Linked DNA regions of Sus scrofa: region 2 is linked to region 1. A link is a contact called in public HiChIP or PLAC-seq data. All regions are on one chromosome and are shown on one strand. The core of a region is the stretch at or near the end of the contact, and the rest is flanking DNA. Distances in the headings are between cores, read along the strand shown. Region 1 overlaps PTPN12 (tyrosine-protein phosphatase non-receptor type 12). Region 2 overlaps CCDC146 (coiled-coil domain-containing protein 146).

Region 1 (5,780 bases), core at 2,348-4,847:
TGTGACTTTCTCAAGACTTTTAAGGTAGACTCAACTGAAAATGTCTTTCTTAAAGGCTTTTTTGTTTGCTTAGTTAAAAAAAAAAAAAAAGCCACACATGACAAAGGCTGTTAATTGAATCTACAAATTTAGGTATATTTTTGCCCAGTTAGAAGAGTGATTTCAAGTGCTTTCTTGCTTCATTGTAATTTAATTATTTGTAACTTGATAAATGAATGATTTTGTTAGTGTTTAGTTCGCCGCTGTTCGCATACAAACTGTCACATAATACCATACTTAAGAATAATGTTCTTTAGTATTTTTGTGGCATGTTTCTCAATTTCATAGAGACGGCTTCACTAGAGACAATGGAAATGGTGGTCAGGAAGTGAAATGAAATACATGTAGGTACTTTGCATTTCATTTAGTTAAATGAACTTTGGTGTGCTACCTCTCTTTCACGCATTATTGGGACATAAAATTTGATGTCGTATTAAAAGAACAAAACTGTCTTCTTTTGTTTGGGGCAGCATTCAAATTCTAAGATTAGTTTATTTAACATATAAGCATTAATTACGCTCCAGGGATGCAGGGTATTACAATATTAATCTGACAGTAGTCTTGTACTCAGAGTTTAGTAAAGGAATTCTCTTTATATATTTATCATAAAGAGAAGGAAATGGTGTTTTACGAGTACATATAAAGTCCAAAAAAGAATTCAGAAGGGAAGATTATTTTTGCATGACAAAAGAAAGAAACTCTGAATAAGCTTGGGCTTAAAAGATGTATACGACTTGGAGGTGTGTGAGTGGAATGACCACTAAAATGCAAAGAAAAAGCATCAAGACCCAGAAAGATGGCTATCCTGAGAATTTTTAAAAGCTGAATCTTGAAAGCATCTTTTATGTTGTTTCGTTTGGTTTATCAGTTTTATACTGCTGATGTCAAGGGCTACCAAGTCCATATAGTATTGTACTCCGATGTTTTAAGAAATTTGGGGAAGTTTTGGTTTGCTGTACCTCCCACGTTTATCTAGAATCTAACCTCAAAACCTTTAAATTCCTGTATTTAAATACTTTTTGGTGATAGCCGGTGCATATTTTTTTGCTTTCACTTGCTTTTGAACAACGATCTCCTCCCTGTCCCTTTTTTTGCTACTTGATAATTACATTTTCCTTCTTTATTCCTAATCCGTCCTCCTCCTCCCAAGAAAAATCATCAACTTTCCAAAAATTTTCAGTGCTACCACTGAAATAAAATACAGAGGAACCTAAGAGTTTTTGAAAATCTGTTTCCATTCCTCCATGCAATTGATCACAATACTCCTGTCTCTTGAACATACCTTACAACCAGTGATTCTTAAAGCACAGCCTCCAGCAGCAGCAGCAGCAGCATCCCATATTAAAAATACAAATTCTCAGGCTGTACCCCAGACCTACTGAGCAGAAGAAACTCTGAGGGTAGGACCCTGCATTCCTCCTTTTAACAAGCCCTCTAGGTGCTTATGAAGCATGCTCAAATTTGGCAGTATGAATGAAGGATGCTTTATAATATTTAATACTCTCAGGCAAACAAATTGGTCTAGAATATGTGACTCCTTTTGATCTCTGATCTAAAAAAGAAAGAAATTTTAGTAGCAAATAACATTTAAAAAGTTTCATTAATTGACTTAATGGTAATAGTTAACATTCTTTGAGCCCATTTTTTTGTGCCAGGCTCTTTGCTGAGACTAGGTATTATGCTCATGTCTCAGAGAGTGAGCCACCGTTTAAATATGTTCAGTATCATAAAGCAAGAGAGTGTCAGATCAAGAATTTTAATTCAAGCAGCAGACTATAAAGCTGACCTTTTTTGTTAGAAAGTCAGTTCCTATTTGAGGATGTCTTTTTAATTCTACATTTGGGTAGAATTTTTATGATGTCAATTTTTTTAAATGTACAAAACAGTTTATGTTTAATGGATCACCGTTGTTTTATTTATACTACATCATAGATTAGTGGCTCTTAGCGATATGAAAATTTCTAAGTACAAACACATTTTTTCTTTTTTTTTTTTTTTTTTTGGTCTTTTTGCTATTTCTTTGGGCCGCTCCCACGGCATATGGAGGTTCCCAGGCTAGGGGTCGAATCGGAGCTGTAGCCACCGGCCTACGCCAGAGCCACAGCAACGCAGGATCCGAGCCGCGTCTGCAACCTACCCGACAGCTCACGGCAATGCCGGATCGTTAACCCACTGAGCAAGGGCAGGGACCGAACCCGCAACCTCATGGTTCCTAGTCGGATTCGTTAACCACTGCGCCACGACGGGAACTTTTTCTTTTTGATACCAACAGTAGTGTATTATATACACTATTGTTTTCTGCTTTTTTACACGTGTACTTACCGAGATCTTTTCATATCACTGTATATCAAGAGCCTTCCTCATTTCTTTCAACTGTATCATATTTGTATAAAATGAAACAAATCATTTTAGCCAATCCTTTACTATAGTCTTTTCCAAAACAATAATAATTGTTTGCAGTCTTTTGCTGTTATAAACAATTCCATGATAAATAACTCTGTTTATATCATTTTATGAGTGTGAGCCATTTACCTAAAGAATGTATTTGTAGAAGTGCAGCCTGGGATGAGGGGTTATGTGTATTTATAATTGCCAAATTACCCTCCTTAGGAGTTGTGCTCATGTTCTACCAGCATTGCATTAATGTTCTGGTTTTCCCACACCCTCACCAACAGCCAATTTCCTTTTTTTTTTTTTTTTTTTTTTTTTTTTTTGTCTTCTTGCCATTTCTTGGGCCGCTCCCTCGGCATATGGAGGTTCCCAAGCTAGGGGTCTAATCAAGCTGTAGCCACCGACCTACACCACAGCCACAGCAACCTGGGACCCGAGCCGCGTCTTTGATCTACCCCACAGCTCATGTCAATGCCGTATCCTTAACCCACTGAGCAAGGCCAGGGATCGAACCCACAACCTCATGGTTCCTAGTCGGATTCGTTAACCTCTGAGCCACAACGGCAACTCCCAGTTATTTTTCAGATATAATTTTCCCCCCAATACAGTTACATACTTTGAGAATTTTTATTACCACAGGAAATAGCATCATAAATGTGAATTTTGCTTTGACATTGTGCCAGTGCAGGAGTATATATTGCTGATTTAGGTCTCTGAGATTGTGATGATAAAGTTCAGTAGTTTTTCAGAGAAAAACAACATGCTTACTATTCTATAGGTAATAGAATAGTAAGATTATTTCAAGTGCAGTATGTTAAAGTATGTCATAATGAGAATAAGAATCTTGAATTAAAGTTACATAAGTTAAATAAAATCTGTGATTTTTTAAAAAATAGAGACATAATATTTTTAGTTGTTAATTATCAGCATCAGAATGAGCAAGAATAAAACCATGGTGAAAAAGTTAAATGTTACCAAACTGCTTTTTCATTTATATTTAATAATTTGTTGAATATGCCTTCAATATGTCTTTAAGCCTAGATGAAAGCAGGCTCCTTTGAAATTAAATTTCAGCAGTGTAGTTGAGTAGTGAATTTAAACAATTCACAATGCTGACTTTCAGTGCTTCTGAAAGCAGGAAGTGTATTACTGACATGCAGAAATATTCCAGCCCTAAGAACATCCCTACTGCCATATGTGGTAAGAATTTGTCACTAACTCACAAACCACTTCTGTAATGCAGTGAATAAGCAGAATTGGTCTTTGTTGGGTAAATCCAATTCAATATGAAAGAACTTTATTTTGCAGTGTCTTATAAGTAATTATTAGCTTATGCCTTGGAAGGAGACTGGCACATCATGGGTGTTTAAGGTTTATTGAGAGAAGGAATAAAGAAATGTGTACATAATCTTTTAGGCATGATTTTTAAATTTGAGTTTTGGGACCCTAAGTTAAATATTCTGACTCAGCTTATTAATGACTTCTTTAAATCAAATTACTTTTATTCTGGGGTCCCATTTCTTTTACTACTACTTGGAATGTTAATCTTATATTTATACTTGTACTGAAAAAGAAATTATTAGGGTTAATATTGAGGGGTAGGAAGATATTGTCAATGTAGAAAAACAGGAAAATGAGTTGTGAGGAGAATGGGCTGTGAGGAATTGGGGTTAGTAAAATTCAGTGAAGAGCTGTCTATCATTTAAATTTTCATTAAAAAATAAATAAATAAATAAATAAATTTTCATTAAAATTTTGAAGTAATAGTATTTTTCTAAACTTGAATTTTCTTTTTTTTTTCTTTTTTTTTCGATTGTAAGCGATTAAGAAGATTGTCAACTAAATATAGAACAGAAAAGATATATCCCACAGCCACTGGAGAAAAAGAAGAAAACGTTAAAAAAAACAGATATAAGGACATACTGCCATGTAAGTTTGAAATGCCACTAACGGAACAAATGGAAATGCTAATTAACAGTTTCGTAGCCTAAACTACCTTTATTTTCCAAATGAATTTGGTTGTTAGGAAGGTAGTAATTAACCTCTCTTTCAAGGTACACTATAAAAAAATAATTTGTGATCGTGCTTGCCTTTCCTACTGGCAGTAGTTTTTGTTGTTGTACTTGCCTTATCATTATTATTATTTAAGTATCATAGTTACTCTGGTACTTATTTTTAAATACTTCAAAATCCAAGTAAAAATACCTTTTGTGGACTCTCTGTTCAAAGAAGTTATTTTGTTAAAATGAAATAATATAGACCGATGATTCAATAAGTATAATTGAATGAATTTTATGAAATGCTAAAAATATTAACTCTTATCTATTGTGTGTTCACAGTAAGAACCTTAATTGATTAATTATGTATTAAAAATGAGCCATGATTCATGCCTGTGTGTCTACTGTTCTTAGTGGTCTAAAAATGTATCTCTGAAGTGATGCATAAGACTGATAGCATTATATTCTAATAATAATAATAATAATAATAATAATAATAATAATAAATTCTTAAATAGTATAGTTTTCCAGTAAAATGCCTTTAAAGTGCCTTTAAAAGCATACATATTTAAGTGTTCCCATTGTATTTGTTTGGGTTTTTTGGTTTATTTTTTTCTCTTTTTTGGGTCTCCCTGTGGCTTATGGAGTTCCTATGCCAGGGATCAGATCCAGGCCAGAGTTGCAACCTACACCATAGCTGCGGCAACATGAGATCCTTTAACCCACTGTGCCCGGCCAGGGATCAAACCTGTGTCCTGTTGCTACAGAGATGCTGCTAATCACCTTGTGTCACAGTGGGAACTCCTAAGTGTCCCTATTTTAAAAAGCAAAAATTAAATAGCTTGTCATGCAACTAGTAGGGCAGATGAGAACTTAAACCCAGGCAGTTTGTATCCAGAGCATTTGTTCTCATCTGGGGTGCTTTTGCTCCTGCAGGGATATTTACCATTGTCTGGAGATGGTTTGGTTGTCCTAACTAGGATGTGGAATGAGCAGGCTGCTACTGGCATCTAGTGGGTAGAAGATAAGTATCTGCTACACTAAACAATACAGAGGCTACAGCCTCCCCACAACAAAGAATTATCGAAGGCCAAAATTTGAAAAGGGCTGAGTTTGAGAGCCCTTGCTCTAGAGCTTAAGCTCCTTATCACTGGGCTATAGGCCGAGTAGCAGTGCCTTTGCCCTTTAAGTTATTTCAGCTTTGATAAGTCAGTTACCAATAAATTTCTAGTCATTTTAATTTGGAAAATTATATTGAAAGTATGGTGTTTAGGGATATATGTCTTCTTACTGTCATAAGAATAATGTAAGTTGTCAGTTTCCTTTGTGTATTTACCATGTCCAGTGCTTGCA
Region 2 (5,745 bases), core at 1,535-4,034, 380 kb before region 1:
TGCCATACTTAACCATAGAAGACTGAATGCTTTTTCCCCTTAGGATCTGAAACAGGGCAAAGTTGTTCCCTCTCACCAATTTATTGTTCTGGAGGTCCTATCCAATGCTAAGGAAATAAAAAGAATCTACACTGGACAGAAAGAAGTAGAGTTGTCTTCATTTGCAGATACCATGATCATCTAAGTAGAAAATTCTAAGGAATATTATAAAAAGCTAACTGAATTAATTAAAAAGTTGACAAGGTTGCAAGGTACAAGGTCAATAACAAAAATCGATTCTATTTCTAAGGACTAAAATGGCATTTGGAATTTGAAATTTTTAAACAGTACCATTTACACACAATAACATACAACATGTGAACTATTTAGGGATAAATTTAATGAAATATAAGCAAGACTGATTTTCTGAAATCCGTTAAGACATTGCTGAGAGAAATTGAAGACTTTCTAACTAGGTGGAGAGAAATACCATATTCAAGGAAAATAAGAACTCAATGTTAACTTTGCATATCACTCCACATTGATGTATCAATCCATTGCCCAGTCAAAATTCTAGCAGGGTTTTTAAAAAATAGAAATTGACAAGCTCCTTCTAAAACGTATATGGAAATGTAAAGTACCTAGCATAGCCATAATTTTTTAAAAAGATCTAAGTTTGAGGACTTACACTACTTCATTTTAAGACTTACCATAAAGTACAATAGTCAATACAATATTGTATGGCTATAAGAACAGACACTTAAATCAATGGGGCAGAATAGAGAATATAAAAATAGACCTATACATATTTGGCTAGTTAATTTTTGAAAAAAGTGCTACTATAATTATAATACTAAAATGGGAAGAGGATGCTCTTTCCAACAAATTCTCTCCATTTCCCCCCAAAAAAACCCAACACTTATTACTTCAAATCATACAACAAAATTTAAAATAGATAAAAAATTCAAATAGAAGAGCTAAAATTATAAACATTCTGAAAGAAAACATAGAGGGGAATATTTTAAGCTTGATTTTGGCAAAGTTTTCTTAAGATACAAAAAGCATAAACCATAAAAAATGATAAATTGAATTTCCTCAAAATTCAGAAGTTTTTCTCTTCAGAATGAAGAGAGATCGAGGGAAAATATATATGAAATATATTGATAAAGGACTTGTAGCTGTAACACACAAAGTACTCTTACAACAGTGATAAGAAAACCTGATTTTTTGATGAGCACAAAAAAGAATATACTCTTAAACTAAGAAGATATGTAAATGGCAAATAAGCTTATAAAAAAATACCTAACAAAATAAGTCATTATGGAAATGCAAATTAAAACCACAAAAATTAAAATTAGATACCACTACAAACCCATCAAAATGGCTAAAACTAAAAATACTGACAATATCAAATGTTAACAAGGACGTGGAGCAGTGGGAACTCTTATACCTTGCTGACTGGAATATAAAATGGTACAGCCACTTTGGAAGACAATTTAAGTTGCTTATAGAATTAAACATAATTTACCATATGACCCTGCAATTCCACAGTATTTATCCAAGAGAAATGAAAATATTTATTCCTATGAAGTCTTATATTCAAATGTTCACAGCAATTTTATTCATTATAGCCCCAAAATAAGAAATTAAATATCTCTCAACTGGAGAATGGCAAATAAATGGTGGTATCTTTGTGTAATGGAATAGCACTCAGCAATAAAAGAAATGAAATACTGATATCCACAGCAATGTAGATGAACCTCAGAAACCTTATGGTAAGTGATAGAAGCCAGAAACATACATAATTCTAGTTAATGAAATTCTAGAAAAAGCAAAGCGGTGGCTGGGATGGAGGAAATGGGGACAGAAGGGGCACTGACTATAAAGGGCACAAAGGAACTTTTCAGAGCTGTGAGAATCTGCCAGTGATTACACTTCTGTCAATGTTTGTAAAAACTCATCAAATTGTACTCCTAAAATTGTGAGTTTTATTGAACATAAATTATACCTCAATAAAGCTAATTTTTTTTAAATAAAAATTATGTTTCTCTTTTCCTCTCCTGGGCATGAGACTCAAGTTCAGGGTTACAAGATAGCATCATGGCTTCAGAATGGCTGTCTGTCCATGGTGGATGTCTGACCACACTGACTCTTCCTGAGATAAACATCTGCCTGGGTCTAAGATATGGGCTCCATGCCTGCATCATCTGAGAATTCTGCATCCCCATTTGGTTCTCAATGGTATGGTCCACAAAGCTTTCTGAAGCCATGTCTTTTCATCATAACACCAAGGGCTCTTGAGGCACAGCACTCCAGTCATCCTCAACACCTCTTCTACTCCATTCTGTGGCCTCTCTTGGGCCTTTTCTGCCTCGTTTTCTCTGTTTTATCATATGAAAGCGCAGAGTTTATGATGGCCCTGGAACCTTGCTACTTCTCCCAGATCCCACGTAGAGAAGGAGGAACATTTTCCCTTTGAGGTCCTTGAATGTCCAAGTTGCACTGTTGCATTTCCTGAGCCTGGTCCTGGGTGGACAGGCTGCCTCAGGGGCCCATGGCAACTTGTTTCCTCACCACCTCTCCTAGTTCCCCATCTAAGAAAGAGGGGTTTTTGTTTATTTTTATTTTAAATTTCCTCTTCCAATGTAAAGAAGGACAGCTGGCTTGCTAAATATTTGTCTAACCCTATAAGTAATATAAAGAACCTTTGCTTTTAGAGGAAGGAAAGAAATTGAGTAAGAGACCCTGCCAGGGGAGAGGAAGACAAAAGTAGGGCTATGCCTAGGGCCAGAGGAAGCCTGAGAACAGGAAATACTCATGCAATCATACGAGGCCGTGAAATTTCTAGACAAGGGAGAAGGAAATTTGCCTGCTTTACTTATTGTCTAAAGCTGGTTCTTCCCTGACTCAGAGTTGATACGTATTCTTTTCAGGACTTATAAAAATTTTAGTTGTTCCCTCTCTCCCTCTCCAATACCCAGTATCCTATATAGTCTTTCTTATCCTAGACTTAACCATCTCACAGTGGGATTTGAAGATGAGGTCAACCAGGACCCTCACACAAAATCCTAAGGAGAGCTTTGGCACAAAATCATGCTAAAGAGGACCCAGATCACTTTTTCTAGACAATAGATTCCTGAAATAATTTGTCCAGCCTCAAGCTAACCTCTGTTTATTTGTTCCCTATAAAAATAATTTAAGGTATATTATTCACAAAAGTAAAAGAACCAGGCAGTGAGGTGAGAAAGCTACCATTTACTGAGAACTCCATGCTGGTCTGGGTCAAGACTTCACATGTGTTGTACCATTTAATCTTCATAACAACTCTTAAATCATCTCGAAGTTAAGGAAACTTAACTTAGAGGCTGAACATCTTGCCCAAGTTTACATAGGAAGAGGAGGGATGTGATTCAAGCCTAATCTGAGGAATTTCCAAGTTAGTCGTTTCCATTAATGCATGCTGTCATCCTGGTAGACAAAGTTAAAGCCACTCATCCCAGTCTTAGATGAAATAACAGGAGGAGGGGGAGAAAGAGAAGGAAGAAGGGAAAATCCTGGGATGTTGCAGATGGGAGGCAGTGATAGGCCATATTTCATGAAGATCTTTGCTAAGAAAACAGACCTGTGTAGACCCACAGTTCCTATTGACTATGGTATGGGGAAGAGAAAAGGTATAAATGAAAGAGGAGGTTTGCAAGGCAATGACTTAATTAAATAGGATAGACTAGTGTCGTAATGTTATGAATGTGCTTTCTGTTATCGTTTTTAAAAAATTCCAGCAAAGATAATGGAATTTGAAAAAACATGCACATTTTTGTAGCAAGAATGAGGAATGGCCTGTAATGTCAGGATTCTAGATTCCAAGCAAACATGGAGAATCTCTGTTTAATGGACCTTCTGGAAGACTGTCAGCTTCAGAGACACTTGGGCATTCCACACCTCCCACTGGCTTTGGAACTCAGTCTCTGCTTGCTATAAAATTATTTAGAAACTGCTAGGGAAACCAAGAGGACCTCTCAGGCACTCTGAATTTTTGAAGCCTGATTGGACTTGCAGAATGACTGTAAATTATTACAGACCTAAGCTCAGCATTTCTTGTCATACTTTGTGTATGTGAAGGCGTTCCTTTGGTTCGTAACTATAACAACAAATTCTATAGCCCATTGTTCAGTAGCCCATGGGCTGCCTAATAATCACTACTAGAATTAATTTGTTTTAAACTGATTTACACTGTGCTGGCCTGCGCTTTGCTGAAGGGGTCCTAGCCTTATACCTTTGCAGGGACAGAAGTTGTGTTCCAATAGCCTGCCTATATTCTTAATCCTGTTTTCCACTAGTGGACTCCTAGAAGAAAGGGCTTTGTAAAGGCCATGGCAAATGACCTGTATAGAATATTATGGAAAAGGGTAAGGGATTTGGAGCCAGTGAACACAGGTTTGCATAAGTACTGCCATCTATTGCTGTGTGAGCTTGAGCACACCGTTTATATTCTCCAATTTTCAATTCCATCGCCTATGTAATAGAGGTAATAATTCTCTGTGTGTGTGTGTGCGTGCGCGTGCGCACGCGTGCACATGTGCACTCAGAACATTTGACTCCTTCTTTCTCCCTCTAAGCCCCACCCCAGATGCAAAACTATGGAACACTTCATGAATTTGTGTGTCATCCTTGCACCGGGGCCATTGCTAGTCTTCTTTGTGTTGTTCCAATTTTAGTATGTGTGCTGCTAAAGCAAGCACTGGAGATAATTCTTATGGAACATGGTTGTTCTAAGGATTAAGTGAAACAATGTGAGGAAAGCTTTGCTGAAATCATGAAGGACCATATGAATTTTCTTATTAGGTGCACAGGTGAGTGAACACCAAGCAGGTACATCTGCACGTTGATGAGGGTGGCCAGAAGGATATGTTAGAGACAAAAATCAAGTCTGTTTCCATGGTAGTTCTTCCACTTGGATGATGCTCACCCACCACAACCCTGTCTGTTACACCCACTCTGAAATGAGTAATAAGAACGAGGGGGGTAAAATGTAGCTTTGAAGAAAGAATAAGTAACTTTTCTCGGATATGTGCGTGGGGTGGGAGTTATGCAAAAGGAGGCAAAAGAACAATGAAATGAGTTGGGAGTAGGGCTAGAGCCCTCTCAGCATCTTTCCATCCTAGAGAAGGGCGCTCCTCTTGTGAGAGTCTTGGTTTCTCTGTGATCATGGGCAATAAACTGGTTCCTCATTGGTTACATGTGCACATAATTTAAGACTTTACTACCTAGTACTGTAAACATTTACTTTAAAGATGAGATAGGCACTTGGAGCTTCCTCTCAAGAGTTTTGATTCCTTTTATGTGTGTGCATGTCTTTCATTATAGGTGGTCCAAGCCACATTGTTACTTTAACACTTTGATTATGAGACAGATTTTATCCGTACATACTGATTGCAGTGGTTTTAATTTTTCCCGTGCCAGAGTTGGGGGTTTTGGGCAGGATTCTTTTTTGAGAGGGTTTTTTTCCTTTTCTTTCTTTTTTTCAGGAACAGAAAGAAGTTGCGGTCTGAACTGCTGGGCCTTTGAATGACAAAGCTTTTCTACCGCCTTTTAAAACATGACCTAAAGAGTTCCCATGGTGTCTCAGTGGGTTATAAACCTGACTAGTATCCATGAGGACAGGAGTTCCACCCCTGGCCTTGCTCAGTGGGTTAAGGGTCCTTGGTTGCGGTGAGCTGCGGTGTAGCTGGCAGCTGAGGCTCCTTAGCCGGGGAACTTCCATATGCT

Evidence for each region. HiChIP or PLAC-seq counts read pairs in DNA pulled down with a chosen protein or histone mark.
Region 2: an H3K27ac HiChIP or PLAC-seq map of alveolar macrophages shows a contact between it and region 1. The contact joins two enhancer-like sites. A contact is called at or near these places in 3 of 47 Hi-C or Micro-C datasets (embryonic fibroblasts, heart right ventricle and subcutaneous adipose tissue) and 1 of 2 datasets of contacts at active chromatin or transcription factors (alveolar macrophages).

The regions. Positions count from the first base shown.
Region 1 is chr9:102,525,433-102,531,212 of Sscrofa11.1, reverse strand. PTPN12 (tyrosine-protein phosphatase non-receptor type 12) reads left to right here. Exons shown (of 16, transcript XM_021102557.1): 2 at 4,251-4,359. The region is part of intron 3 of LOC102167692 (a long non-coding RNA gene); the gene reads right to left. Among named protein-coding and RNA genes, the nearest start is that of PTPN12, 36 kb to the left of the region's middle. Within about 2 kb of position 3,597, at least 5 of the 83 cell types and tissues checked have an H3K27ac peak or open chromatin away from gene starts, as enhancers often do. A contact at or near this core is called in alveolar macrophages, where this site is marked.
Region 2 is chr9:102,904,575-102,910,319 of Sscrofa11.1, reverse strand. All of the region lies in intron 1 of CCDC146 (coiled-coil domain-containing protein 146), which reads left to right. Among named protein-coding and RNA genes, the nearest start is that of CCDC146, 12 kb to the left of the region's middle. Within about 2 kb of position 2,784, at least 4 of the 83 cell types and tissues checked have an H3K27ac peak or open chromatin away from gene starts, as enhancers often do. A contact at or near this core is called in alveolar macrophages, where this site is marked.